3 separate regions of the Mus musculus genome follow, and all the other regions are linked to region 2. Evidence: chromatin contacts called from public Hi-C and promoter capture Hi-C data. All regions are on one chromosome and are shown on one strand. Each heading gives the region's core, a stretch centred on a gene start, on an enhancer-like site or on the middle of the called end of the contact. The rest is flanking DNA. Distances are from core to core; before and after follow the strand shown. Region 1 has its middle 4.2 kb from the start of Gm35260. Region 2 has its middle 11 kb from the start of Crb2. Region 3 has its middle 14 kb from the start of Gm39795.

Evidence for each region. Promoter capture Hi-C pulls out the DNA fragments that hold promoters and counts their contacts. Hi-C and Micro-C count contacts between places; a contact is called where the count stands out from the background.
Region 1: a contact with region 2 is called in a promoter capture Hi-C map of pre-B cells, with 4 times the contacts expected there. The contact joins two enhancer-like sites. A contact is called at or near these places in 1 of 39 promoter capture datasets (pre-B cells) and 1 of 115 datasets of contacts at active chromatin or transcription factors (large pre-B cells).
Region 3: a contact with region 2 is called in a Hi-C map of B cells, with 7 read pairs. The contact joins two enhancer-like sites. A contact is called at or near these places in 1 of 484 Hi-C or Micro-C datasets (B cells) and 2 of 115 datasets of contacts at active chromatin or transcription factors (embryonic stem cells and large pre-B cells).

What each region holds. Positions count from the first base shown.
Region 1 is chr2:35,507,667-35,510,366 of GRCm38.p6, reverse strand. No RefSeq gene overlaps it. Among named protein-coding and RNA genes, the nearest start is that of Gm35260, 4.2 kb to the right of the region's middle. Within about 2 kb of position 1,251, at least 105 of the 459 cell types and tissues checked have an H3K27ac peak or open chromatin away from gene starts, as enhancers often do. A contact at or near this core is called in pre-B cells, where this site is marked.
Region 2 is chr2:37,763,578-37,766,531 of GRCm38.p6, reverse strand. No RefSeq gene overlaps it. Among named protein-coding and RNA genes, the nearest start is that of Crb2, 11 kb to the left of the region's middle. Within about 2 kb of position 1,326, at least 89 of the 459 cell types and tissues checked have an H3K27ac peak or open chromatin away from gene starts, as enhancers often do. A contact at or near this core is called in B cells and pre-B cells, where this site is marked.
Region 3 is chr2:35,258,553-35,261,455 of GRCm38.p6, reverse strand. It overlaps a transcript of Gsn not described here. Among named protein-coding and RNA genes, the nearest start is that of Gm39795, 14 kb to the left of the region's middle. Within about 2 kb of position 1,550, at least 86 of the 459 cell types and tissues checked have an H3K27ac peak or open chromatin away from gene starts, as enhancers often do. A contact at or near this core is called in B cells, where this site is marked.

The DNA.
Region 1 (2,700 bases), core at 2-2,501, 2.3 Mb after region 2:
AACATGTTAGCCAAATAATGAATTTTGATTGCTGGTCCTTAGTGTTTTGTCTCAGGAATGAACTGAACTCAAATAGTGTATAAACGCAAAGAGGGTTTTATTCTGCAGAAGTCCTGCCTGCTGGAGTCTCCTATTACCAAGATAGAGACTCTGAAGTGAGCATGCAGGCCTGATTTAAAGCACCCTAGGAGAATCCCAGGGTAAGTGTTTTACGCTATCTCTGAGGACATTCCATTACCGGGGTGTGGAGGCCACCTGGAAACTGCTGACCCATTGCCCTTGCTTCAGGTCAGGTGGTGGGGCAGTTTCTGATGGCAGGGCAGTTTCTGACTAGCTGCCTGAAGCCTGGGCTTTTAGGCCTAATCTCCTGAACTGCCAATTTGAAGCCGGTCATGGAGTCAGCCTGTCTCATCCAGGGTAGCTTTAGGAATGTAATCTAACAGTTTTAGGGAGAGAGAAAAGTAAAAGCCTGTAGACACCATGTTTGCTATGCTCAGGCCTGCTATCGAGCCAGCCCTTCAGAGAGCAATTGAAGAAGATGCTGGAATTGAAGAAGATGCTGTTGACTTCTGACCTGGGGGTGGGGGGCGTGCACGTGTGCATGCATACACACACACACACACACATGAATAGATAAGACATTTTTTTTTTTAAGTAAAAAGATGAGGCTGGAGAGATGTCTCAGCAATTAAGAGCACTTGCTGCTCATACGGAGGCCCTGGGTTCAGTTCCCTAAGTGCCTATAACTCTAGCTTGAGGGTCTCAGATGTTCTTCTGCTTCCTGGCTAACGTACTTATCTATGGGGAGTGGGGGTGGGGTGTGTGTGGAGCGAATGCTGTCACGGTTCTAAGAATCAACCTGTGTAACAGATGGGGTCAGAGAAGGTCACTCTCCCTACTTCCTCTCCCACCCCCGCTCAGTCTTCTCACCTATCGACTGTAGATAACAGCAACAGTCACAGATCCATGGTTCCAGGATTCCCTGGAATGCCAACAGTAGTGGGTGTGTCAGTCCCTTAGATGAGATGGCAAACAGCCACAGAAGTTGAGCATTTCCCTCACCCCTGTTTACTTAAATCATAATTTAAGCTTACTTTTGACTCCTAACACAAGGAAAGGGTTAAGAGACTAAATGTATTGTCTAGGAAATCCTGGTTAAAAAAAAAAAATTGGTCCATGCTCACTACAGAGGGGCTATCGTTGCACATGTGGCTGCAGTGTGATTCTGGTGTTTGTAATATATTTGCTCTGGGGGGGTGGCTGAATCCAGGAATGGAGAAGCCGTGGGCTCAGAAGTCATGGAGACGGAGCACCCACGACATTACTGAACATCCTCTTTTTACACTATCTCATTTGTTCTTTACTTAAACCACATGTGGCAGGAATTTCTGTTCTTTTACACATTGGGATTTGAGGTCAGGACAGCTCTGCAACTTGTTCCAAGGTACCTAGTCCATGCCTGTGGGTGGCCAGAGTCCATGTGGCCACAGGCTTTGCCAAGTGTTCTCCAGGTCTCTGTGGCCTGTTTCTGTAAGCCTGATTCTTACTGGGTTGTCGACCAAGTGTCCCACGCCCAGCATTTCCCACGCTTGGTGGCTATAAATAGCTGTTTTGTGCTGGAATAAGTCAAAGCCTTTTTCCCTCAGGACTGCAGAAAACACCCCACAGAGGGCCTGCAAAACACAGCTGCCCGAAGCGAACATAAGTAAGCTCGTAGCCATTCCCCCCTTCTTCTTGTGACATTTGAGAGCATCCCAAGCATTCATTTGGGAAGGCTGTGCTTTATAACTGATGTCACCCCTGGGTAGTCACAGACAGTATGATCCAAGAGGTCCTTTTGGGGGGACTCTGGTGACTTTCCAAAGGAGCTTGCAGCCTGGGAAACATCCTCAGAAAGAAACTGGTCCTGGAAGAGTTCGTAGGAGAACAGGACAGGCATCTGGGCTAGCCTGGTCCACTGCACAATGAGTGGGCTAGCCTAATCCACTGCACATCAAACATGGCCAGCCGCAGTTTCCTCTGCTTCCTGAGGATAGTTCTAAGTTTGCCATGATGTTCTTTCCATCTTTCCATGGCTAGAGGCAAGTGCTAACCATCACTTCTCTGCTGCTGGCCGTTGCAGAGATACTCACCTAGAGGGGCGGGGGGGAGGGGGGGTGGTACATGGGAAGTAAGCAGCAGGCCTCAGGGGAGCAAGCTCTATCAATGCAGTGTCTTTTCTCAACTTGTTTGTTCTGAGACAGGGTCTTCCCACAGAGCTCTGATTAACCTCGAGCTTAGGGTGACCCTCCTGCTTCTGCATACCTGCCCCCCCAAAACGTTAGGATCATAGGCATGAACCACGATGCCTAACCATTCTAGACTGTCTTTTAAGTTTTTTTCTTATTTATTTTGTGTGTGTGATATGTGCGTGCCACAGCATGTGTGGAAGCCAGAGGACAACTCTCAAGAATCTTTTTCATTTGTTTACCACACGATTCCTGGAGATTGGAGCCAGGACATGAGACATGTAGGCCCATGTCTTTACCCAGTGAATCATCTTGTCTGTTTCCATACCAGAGTGTACTAATGATAGCTTAGGTACAAGAAGGAAATGTGAAAATCACCACATGAGGGGTTGGAGAGATGGCTCAGCGGTTAGGAGCACTGACTGCTCTTCCAGAGGTCCTGAGTTCAAATCCCAACAACCACATGGTGGCT
Region 2 (2,954 bases), core at 77-2,576:
GGAACCAATGGGTGGAAGAGTGGGTGAGGGGTGAGGGCATGGAGAGTGGGGTGTGAGATCAGATGAGGTTGCCCTTCCCCCTCCCTTCCTTCCTCCCTCCCTCCCTCCCTCCCTCCCTCCTTCCGTCCCTCTATCTCTAGCTCCCAAGGAAAAGCCCCCTTGTCTTTCCCCTCAAGGAGATTTCCAGCTTCTTTGCCAGGCTGTTGCCTAGAAACAGTGCCCTAGCTGGCCAGCCACACCCACTGCAGTCAGTCAGGATCAGGGTTGTACCGTACAGCCAGCTTTGAGGGCCTGAGTCCAGGCAGGAAGGGGAACGGGACCCTGGGCTCAGATACCAGGGGCTGGCCCCGGAGGAAGTTAGAGTCTGGGAACGCAGGGCTGTATGAACAGGAAGGGTGGAGCATTGGTCAGGAGACACTGGGCCTGAAACTGCGGAGGGTTGGTGTGCACAGGGTTGACACCAAAGGACTCATTCTGAAGTCATGGCTCTGATATCTGAGAGAAGCTGAGTCCCCTCCTGCACTGGTTTCATTGGTGTAGATGTGGGGGACAATGCCCATGCCACTCAGGAACAGATGGGGACGAGTCAGACACACAAAGCTTGGTATTGAAGGAACAACTGTCCTCATACCGACCAAAAGCTCCACCAGGACCTTCCAGGAGAGGGTCGGTGACCAGTGACTGAGAGCTGACCTTGGAGTCTCTCAGGAAAGATGGTCCCTGACTGACTTCTCTGGGTGGAGAAAGAGAGGGGATTGGAAGGTAACTCCAGGCAGCTGGGTGAAGTTACATGAAATCTCTCCCTTAGTTGCGTGGTTGGAATTAGGGAATCTCATGGTTCAGAGAAAACAAGGGACCTACCCAGGGTCAAACAGCACAGACTCATAGAACTAAGTCCAACTGGCTTTCCCTCTGAAGGCTGACCGTTCACAAAAGAAAGTGGCTTCCCTGTGGGGAACAAAGAGAACCAACCGCAGTGGTGGGCCTGAAATCACATTAAAGGAGACTGAACTCTAGGCAGGGCTTTGGGAAGCCATGTCTGAGATGGGAGAGAAGTGACCCAGGCTGAGCTCTCAGGTCCCTGGGTAATGTCCTGGGCCATCTGTCGCCACCTCCTACACTTGCGAAGCTGGGGAGCTCGGCATCGATTCGCCCCACCCTCCACCCCCGCTGCTTCTCAGCCACTGCGAGGAACCATGTGCGACGGTGGAGAATGTAAAAATATATATGCAACCGAAAAACAACAACGGCTCACAGCACACAGCTATAAATACTCCGCGGTGCGGAAGCTCACTCTTCGAGCTGGCTGCCTGCTGCCTGGGGCCCGGCCTCTCTGACAGGTGTAGGGGCTCTCGGGAAGGAGCAGGAACAGATCCACCAGCGCTAGACCTGCAATGTACCGAGGGCTTTGAAAGTGTGACATCACGTTTCCCCCACACGTTCTCAACCAATCACTCCTGTTGTGCCAGTGGTACACATAAGAAAGCCTAAGTTCAGAGAAGTAGGTTATCTGGTGAAGGTCACACATCCAAGGAACAGAGGAGCCAGAGAGAGAGGCAAAGGCCCTCCATGGGCCAACTGTAGGAGAGAGCCAGTGTCAAGCCCTGCCTCTCTCAGTCCTTGTCCAATGCCAGAGACAGCTTGAGACTCCAGGCATTTTTCAATCCACGCACCTATGGCTCCTTGATCCCTACCATATGAAGAGCATATTTCTTAGCATGGGTTTAAACATCTGGCTTCTGGCATCTGCCAACACCAGAAGCCACCTGACCCACATATGGCCTTGCTGACCTAGCAAAGGACCATTACAGGGTTCAGTGCTCTGCGTCTGTACTCACTGTTTCCTCACAGGTGTGCTGATCACCATGGTTGCTTCTGCTTACACACACACACACACACACACACACACACACACACACACACACACACACACACACACCAGGGGCTTCTACCCAAGTCCCACCTCCTCAGGGAAGACTCACTAGGTTCATCCTTTGGCCAGACCCTCCCATTAACCTGCTTTCCGGGCAAGATCTGGGGCACCGTTGTACTTGTCTGGACCACTGTGAGTGCTGGGTCACAGCTGTGAATGGGCAGAACCAAATCCACAGTGATCTGTTGCCAGGCAAGTGCTTGATGGCTTAGGAATGGCCAGTTGGTGCCCCAACCAATGATGCAGAGTAGATGCAAAACTACTGTCACAAACCAAACCGTCTTAGCATAGGCAGCAGGGCCCAGGTGTGTACCCAAGCTCAGATCCTCTCGCTCCCCACCCCACAATCAGAGTTAGAAAGGCCAGGGACAAGTCATCCCTAAGATTCAGCGGAGACGGAGAAGGAAAACCAGAGTGTGGCCTCACAGGAAGCAGGGCAGAAGAGGCCATTGTCCTGACCCTCTGTTTTCATGGGTCCAGATCTTATCAAGGGGTCAGTGCCTCCCTCAAACCCAAACTCTACCTACCAGCTCAGCAATGCTTCGCTCATCTGTGACTTAATGTCTTTGCTTGTAAATAGGGCTCAGAACTACCCCAGGTTGCAGAGCCAATGTGATGAGCCAGCATGCCCATGGAAGCAGCACTCAGCTCACTGCGGGCTTGAAAGGCCTCTCTTGAAGGCTGCATGGGACTTCCAAAACTACCAGCTGTGTTGTTCTTACAAAGCCCTTTGTCAATGTCGACACAGTGGGGGAGGCTCTTGTGGATTAGCTTTTTGTAATCCCCAAAGCACTTTAGAATCATAAATCACTTTGGGACCACAGAGTTCCTTGTAAGTGCTTTCTAAACTGTTGAGTGCTGTACAAGTCAGACAAGTGGCCTTTCCAAGGATGGACAGGGACTGTTGGTAGAGTGCTTGCCTAGCAGACACAGAGCCCTGGGGTCCGTGCACAGCACTGTATAAGCCAGGCTTTGTGGTGCATGCCTGCAACTCCAGCATTTGGAAGGTAAAGGCAGGAAG
Region 3 (2,903 bases), core at 301-2,800, 2.5 Mb after region 2:
TGTTGAAATCCTAACTTTACTCTGGAAACCAAAGCCTAGAGAGGCAAACTACTCAGGACTGAACCAGGTTCCCTCTGCTCTTTGACCTAGAATCTCAACTCTACCTTTTTCTGATACTTGGCTGTGCAAAAGATTTGTTGAGAGAATGAACTGAAGTCTAATGTTTTAGGAAAGTGGTCCCTGGATCAGAAGTCTAGAACAGCTAGACTTTAGATACCCAGCTACAGTACTCCTTCAAGAATACCATTTCCCCACCAAGTGTGCTAGGAACAGGGACCACTGTTATTCTTCCTGAGTAACAATTTGGCAAAATGTAACAAAAGCTATAAAACACATCACAACTGAGCCAGGAGCTCCATTTGTAATAATGAAGGAAGAACTCAGGGGCAAGCAGTAGCTCGGTGGGTGGAAGCATTTACTGCAAGACTCATGACCCCCAGGGTGGAGAGAATATATTCCATAAAGTTGTCTTCTGACCTCTGTTCCCCTGCCTTGGCATGTACACACACACACACACACACACACACACAAATGTAAATAAAAATTTTTAAAGAACATATTAAAAAATTGCTCACTAGGATGGACTTACTCCATGGACAGGCAATGGACAGATAACAATTATATACACATAAAAATAATGAAATAAATCTTTTTTAAGAAGGAAAATACAGGAAGGAAACATACCAAATTTTGTAGTGGTGGCAGTTATGGATAGTTCTTTGGTTTTGTTTAGTTGGTTTTGGTTTTATCCTTTAAAAGAAATTCATTTTCCAAATTTTCTATCACAAGCTCTTGTTACCATGAGGAAGGAAGGCCCATGAAGAGATGAAGCACATCCCCCAGTCAGGCCACTAAGCCACCCTGCAAATTTAATTAGTATTTACTCAGCCCAGCCCAGCCACAGCCACAGCCTCTACAACAGAGAAATCAAGAGCCCCACCCTCAAGGCTGACTTACATGGAATATATATATCTTTTGCTTGATAAGTACTTGAACCAAATGATAGATCTGTTGAGGTTGGAAAGTAACGAGACACCCTTTGCTTAACCAACTTAGCAAAATAAAGGAAGCCCACTCCCTCCAGCCAGGCTCCCTCATAACAGTTTCCCACCAGGCTCCATGGCTCAGACCCTTCTGGAGTCTTCTCAAAAAAGCCAGATTAGGAGAGACAATAACCAGAAAAAATAAAAAAATAACAAAACAAAGCCGAAAACTGATCAGATATGTTGGGACACAATTTTAATACCAGCATTCAGGAGCAGAGGCAAGTGGATCTCTCTAAGTTCCGGGCCAGCCTGATCTACAGAGTGAGTTTTAGGATAGCTGGAGTCCATTAAAAAAGCACGCCGGCACCAAACCTTACCCTTCGTTTTGTCAGCGCACAGACAGGGACCCCAACCCAGGCTTTTAGCTGCCTAGCCTCACCCACCACACCCTCTGCTTTTCTCTCCCCTACCCTGCAATTGCCCCTGTGGTCCAAGGCAGGGCAGGAGCAAGTAGGCACGTCTCTCAAGAAGAGGGGGAGGGGAAGTCAGAGGCAGAAGGAACTAAGCCTGCCTGTGGTCTCCAAGTTCACAAACCACATCAGGCTGAAATATGACACACGCTCATTCAGCTGGAAGGAAGGAGATATTTTTACTTAACCTCCCTCGGCTGCCTAAACATTGATGGCCCAGCTACCCCCACCCCCACCCCCCACCACCACACGTAACTCCTGGGACCCGCTTTTCTCTGCTTCAGCCCACATTTTCTTACAAGGTAACAGGGCGACTCCCTTTCCAGCGCTTCTTGGGGATGTCTAAGAGTTTGTCAAACAGTAGAAAGGAAGAATGCAGTTCTGGCTGGGTGCCCAGCTAACAAAAGACCTTGCCTGGGTCCAGGAGCATTAATTTCCTAAAAATAGATAGGAGACTGATCCACACTCTGCAGACCTGTTGATGGTAAAGAACATATGTGTTTATAAATAGTCCCGAGGCCTCTCCAGCGTTCCCGAACTGTGCATGCCAAGGCCCCAGCACACATGTAACAGCTGCAGGCGAGGGCAGGGGAGGGGGGAGGCACATCTGTATCTCCAGGGCTGAAGTCAGGGGACTAGAGAGACCCGTAGATCCCTGGAGCTCCTTGGCCAGTCAGCCTACTGAATTGCTGAACACCAGGTTCACAGAGGGGCCAGAGAAATGGCTAAGCAGAGTGACCACTTCCTACACACACCTGATGACCAGAGTTTGGTTCCCAGGACCCAAGTAAAGGTGGAAAGGGAGATGGACTCTACAAAGCTGTTCTCAGACTTCCATGTGTGTGCCCACACACATATATCACACACCCACACAGTAATAATAAATTAATAGCAAATACAAACGTAATAAAAAATAAAGTAAAAAGTGATAGGAGATGTTTGGAATTGACCTCTGGCCTCTGTGAATGCACTGATGGATGCACACCAGAGTACACACATGCACACACGTGCACACACACACATACACACACACACACACACCTAAGCTATCACTTGTAATTTCTCTTTCATTCTCTTGCCCTCTAACTTATCACCTCCAGTCAGCAAATACTCAAAAATTGTGGGCTGGGGCCAGAAGAGTTTCCTTGAAGAAAACCAGAGATCAATGTCTCAGCAAAGCGCTACAGGCCTGAATGATACCATCTCTATGGCCAGACAACATGTCATCTAAGAGCCAAATTTCCCTTCTGGAGTTAGGGGGAGGAACCCACAGGCTCCAGATGACCAGGAAACACCACGTCCTCCCTCCTGTGTACAGTTCTCCCTGTAACAGTGCGTGTCCTTGCACAGACCACTGTTCACAGTGGGACAACCAAGACAAGGCAGCCTATGTGACTGACTGTCCCTCGATTCATAGCTATAGTCTCTTTTAATTTAGAATTATTTT